2 separate regions of the Gossypium arboreum genome follow, and region 1 is linked to region 2. A link is a contact called in public Hi-C data. All regions are on one chromosome and are shown on one strand. Each heading gives the region's core, a stretch centred on a gene start, on an enhancer-like site or on the middle of the called end of the contact. The rest is flanking DNA. Distances are from core to core; before and after follow the strand shown.

Region 1 (2,700 bases), core at 140-2,639, 210 kb after region 2:
TTATAAATATTTCTAAAAATAATTTTCAAATAAGTAAAAATAATCAATAATCTTTTATGATAATTAAAAAATTATTTAAAACTTTTAACTTATTTTTACTATTTTAAATATAAAATATTTATTTTTACATAATAAAAATAAAATTAATTACAAATTAAATAAAAAATATGTATAGTTTGTTTTTTATAGAGCTCATATGAATATATATTACCTCGAAAACAAGGATATAAAGTGTTGTTTTTAACCCCCAAAACAAAAAGATATAAAGTGCTGTATGTATAATTATAGCTGACATGCATATATATATATTATCAGCCACTGATCATATCTACCGGAGATCTACATTTGGATACGATACCAAAGTTCTTGAGCTATAACATTGCTACTTGCCTCATATAATTTGGTCAATCATGCCGCAAAAACGACATAAAAAAATCAATACTATATAATGTGTATAATCTCTACCCTATTCGTTATTTAAATAAATTAAGTATAAAATTATAGTTGGTGATTTGAGTTACAATACGTTTAAGTACTTCTAGTCTTGTAGGTATCGATATTCGTCAACTAAGGTGTCCTTTTTGTGAGCCATACACGGCTCTGCATAAAGACCGGAGGCAAAACCCGACACGGAATTAATACCTTTTATTGTTGACAGTTTGAGTTAGTTGTCCAGAAAATAACACTTTAAATATAAGACTTCTCTCAGAGGAGTCAATGTTCCTGTGAACAGTATTGAAAAATAACAATGTATTTTTTTATATATAAAAAGAAGAGTAATGGTTATTCAAAAATTAAAATACTTAATATCTTATCTCTTAATCATTTGGTCGGAGGTTAAATCCTTACACAACCATTTATTTCTTTAAAAAATATTTACGACGAGAAAATTAATTATAGTTATTCATAGCGGATACTCTTGTTGCAACAACAAAAAAGAAATAAACATTTTTTTTTCTGTTACAAAATAAAGAATCTTTTTTAAAAAGATCTTAATTATTTTGCAGTAATTTTTCTAGTTTAAGGCGTACGTTTAATTTGGGAAGTATTTAAAATTACATCGTCAGATGCAGATCACATTGTCTCCCATAGAAGTACGACAACTCAACTCCAGCCGTGCATTATTTAAAAGATATATGTCTCTTCTTTATTTGTAAAGAATTAACTATAGGATGATGCCATTGCCAAGAACTTCTAGGAAACGTGAAAACATTGACTAATTTGAGGATTAGGATTCCTCATGAATCACATGCATAACAAAAAAAAAAAAATCTGTTCATATTACAATATAATAAAATACCAACTCAGTCATTGGGGATTTGGGGTCTTTGTAATATATTAAACCTCTCTTCCTACAGTGTATACACTATCTTTTTTTGTTTTGTTTCAATGGCCATTTCTCTATCCCAAACTTTTCTTTCTATCAATCGCCGGCTCCATGATGATCATCGAGTTTTGCCATATGAAAAATGTACTTCAATTGCGTCGTTGTTGGATCAGAAATCTTGCATTGGACGTAACAAAAGCTTGGAGTTTTCGACAAGATCACCTAGGATTCCTCGAGCTTTGTCCAAAACAAGTGAGCCATTGTCCTCCATCAACCATGACTTCGAAAAGGAAATTGAGCCTGTTAAACAAGAAGAAAGATGTTTAGCCGATGTATGGAGAGAAATCCAGGGCCAAGATGATTGGGTTGGGATGTTGGATCCAATGGACCCTCTCTTACGCTCCGAGCTGATTCGCTACGGCGAGATGGCACAAGCCGCTTACGACGCTTTCGATTTCGACCCCTTTTCCAAGTACTGTGGGAGTTGCAGGTTCACGCGTCGGCAGTTCTTTGATGCTCTAGGCATGGCACACCATGGCTACCACATCTCTAGGTACCTCTTCGCCACATCCAACATTAACCTTCCGAATTTTTTCAAGAAATCACGCTGGCCCAAAGTGTGGAGTAAGAATGCGAATTGGATCGGATATGTTGCGGTGTCTGATGACAAAATGTCAAAGCGTTTAGGCCGTCGGGACATCACCATTGCTTGGAGGGGCACGGTGACACGCCTAGAGTGGATTGCAGATTTGATGGATTTTCTCAAACCGATTTCTTCCAACAAAATTCCATGCCCCGATCCAATGGTGAAAGTAGAATCGGGTTTCCTTGATCTCTACACTGAGAAGGATGTGAATTGCCGGTTCTGCAAGTTTTCAGCCAGGGAACAAATTCTAACTGAAGTGAAGAAGTTGCTTGAACTGTACCAAGATGAAGAGATAAGCATTACCATAACTGGTCACAGTCTAGGCAGTGCCCTGGCGATTCTCAGCGCCTATGATATCGTTGAAACAGGTCTAAATTTGTTAAATGATTGCAGAGCTGTGCCTGTTAGCGTGTTCTCGTTTTCGGGTCCTAGGGTTGGAAACGTGAGGTTCAAGGAACGGATGGAATCGCTGGGAGTTAAGGTGTTGAGGGTGGTGAATGTGCATGATATAGTCCCTAAATCTCCAGGACTGTTTTTCAATGAAAACGTGTCGCCTGTGTTGATGAAGCTGGCTGAGGGATTGCCTTGGAGTTACTCCCACGTCGGAGTTGAACTGTCCTTAGATCATACACACTCGCCATTTTTGAAGCAGACTGGGGATCTGACCTGTGCTCATAACCTGGAAGCTCACTTGCACTTACTTGACGGGTTAGTTTCTTATATTCAT
Region 2 (2,700 bases), core at 134-2,633:
GGCGTGTCTCTTGGCTGTGTGTGCTACACGGCCTGACGACACGAGTATGTGTACCTTGCACCTAGGAAAAATTTTGAAATTTCACAAAAAAAATTCTCTGAGTACCTGGATTAGTCTCAACTTGTTTCTAATGAATGTTTTGGGTCTCAAGCGCTCATATAAGGGACTTTATGAATAATATCTGACATGGATGTTAAATAATTTGAAATGTCTGTTTTGATTTGTTTATTCCAGTAATGCTTCGTAACCCTGTTCTAACGACGAATATAAGTTAGGGGTGTTACAAATTATGGTTTAAAAATTAATTTAATTAAATTGAAATTATCTTTATAATTTTAATAATAAAAATTATACAAATTTAATGATTAATATTCTTATTAGTGTTTATAATATTTTTGCTTTAATTTTTTAGTTTCTAGAATAATATTTTAAAGAGATTGATTTATATGATAATTAATATGTTAGAAGCTGATTTAGGATACAAGAAAAAATAGATATTATTTTATTGATTATTTCAATTATTATTTTTAAATGATGTATTTAAAAATATTTATATGCAAGGTAATTTATGAATAAATTTAATATTTGTACTCGACTTAAAAAATTAAGAGTTTAATTTATTAATTGTTTTTAGTTAAAAAATAGGAGAAGATTTGAGTTTATATAGAGATAAAAATTAATTGTTTTTTTTTTTCATGGCAGTTGACAATTTGATCGTTAGAGAATTCGACCGTAAGATAAAAAAGAGTAATATGTTTTCCTTCTCTCTTCAAAACTACTCTATTCCAATAAATATGCTACAAATTGATTTAATTTGTTTGTTGAATTAATTTTAAAACCAACATTTTTATCTAATTTAAAAGCCCATGATGGATACTATTTAAAGTTTAAAAATAAATTGAACCCCTTTTGGTGATACAATAAATTAACTTAGATTTATGATTTTTAACAAATAGTTCTACATTGGATAAAATTGTGCTAATATATAAAAAATTAAAATTAAATTTCTTTTTATTTTTCAAGAATTTCGTTCATAAAATTGTTTTAATTTTTAATATTTTATTTAAATTAATTTATTATCAATATTTAAAATATAAAATATTTTAAAGACTTTTTTATTTTAAAATCATCTTAGAATGGAAAAAATTCAAAATTCAAACAAGAAATTATGATGATATTATGTAAGACCAGTTTCGATAAACGATACGTTTAATTGGAATTAATATAAAAATAACAGTAACAGTAAAATCAAAAAATAAACACGTCGCATCCTGTATTCAAACACACATAAAGTGCTTGATTTACTGTGTAAAAAACAAGAGAGAGAAAAAAGGGTTGCCACGTAATTTAGGTGAAACTCGAAGCCCTTTAACAAAAAGCGTTATGTTTTTAACCACGATTCAAAGAGAGGAAAAGAAAAATAATATAAAAGCATTCTCCTTTTTCCTTCCCTCTTTTTCTTTGTATATATTTGTCTTTTTCTGATTCTCTCTCAGAGCTGAAGAAAAAAAAGAAGAGGAAAGCCAAAACTCCAAACTTTCTATTTTGCTTTTTTATTATATTTTTTTTGGTTCAATTCAGTTTCGCCATTTCCTTTGCATGTAGATGCTCTTTGGTTAGTCCCTATCGCCGCTACTTGGACTCACTTTCCGCTGCTATCTTTTTTCCGGCTTTCTCATGGCTAATAACACCAACGAGGCCCCCGCCGCCGATGATTTCCTCGAGCAAATCCTCGGCCTCCCTAACTTTGCGCCCTCCGAAACGGGCTTAGCTGGATCCGACGCTGGATTGGCTGCAACCGCTGCTGGAGCTGGAGCTCCAATGTTTTTGCAGCTCAGCTCCGGTGATGGCGCCGCTCATATCGGTGGAATCGGCGGCGGTGGAGGCGGTGCGTTTCATGGGCAGGTTTTCCCCTTGGGCTTGAGCTTGGAGCAAGGGAAAGGCGGGTTTTTGAAACCCGAGGAAGCTTCCGGTAGTGGGAAGCGGTTTCGGAACGGGGTCGTTGATGACCGAGCTTCTTCTGTAAAAAATGTAAGAAAAATAATACTTTATCACTTAAAAAAAAAAAACTTTTTCCCTCTAAAAGTTTTTTCCCTCTTTTTATATATGAATTTCCTTTCAGGAGCTTGACTTAGAAGCTAGGTTTTATGGTGCTGATAACTAAATATAATTATATTTAATTATTGTCAATTTTCTCCTCTGTAAATGGAGTATGTGCATTTGTCCTTTTTGGATTATTTTAAGTTTTAGATTGTCAAACTTGGGGTGACAGCATATTTGTCTGTTTGATCTTTTTTCATGTTACTATACCATGCCTGTTTCTGTCTGATAGCAGAGAAGACAAAGGAAAACATGACAGGGTTTGGTGGGAGTTACTATTGTGGGATGCCAAGTTTTGATATTTGACAAAGGATACAGTACATCAATGTCTTAGAGTTGCTTAAGTCATAAACTAACTGGCAGAGTAAGATTATTCAATCATTGAAGACTATTCAACTGCTGATTTGCTGTAAACCTGAATCCAAAATTAAACAAGAGTTGTACTTCACAAGTTAATTTTTTTTTCAAGAATTGAAGGGCATGTATTTGGAACTTGAAAGCTAGGGTCATAGTAGTGAAATAAAAATCTAAAAAATCTTCTGTAAAATAACTAGTAGTTGATTCCTTGATTTGTAGTTAAGTAAACCGGTCTTTGTTTAA

The links. Hi-C and Micro-C count contacts between places; a contact is called where the count stands out from the background.
Region 1: a Hi-C map of leaf shows a contact between it and region 2, with 2.2 times the contacts expected there. The contact joins the promoter of LOC108467969 here to the promoter of LOC108467567 in region 2. A contact is called at or near these places in 2 of 5 Hi-C or Micro-C datasets (both in leaf).

What each region holds. Positions count from the first base shown.
Region 1 is chr8:131,008,839-131,011,538 of ASM2569848v2, forward strand. It overlaps LOC108467969 (phospholipase A1-Igamma2, chloroplastic-like), which reads left to right and starts at 1,390. Exons shown (of 2, transcript XM_017768807.2): 1 at 1,390-2,681. The coding sequence starts at 1,390. It overlaps LOC108467970 (a long non-coding RNA gene), which reads right to left. Exons shown (of 4, transcript XR_008287193.1): 4 at 1,193-1,627.
Region 2 is chr8:130,801,075-130,803,774 of ASM2569848v2, forward strand. It overlaps LOC108467567 (transcription factor UNE12-like), which reads left to right and starts at 1,384. Exons shown (of 6, transcript XM_017768242.2): 1 at 1,384-2,031. The coding sequence starts at 1,678.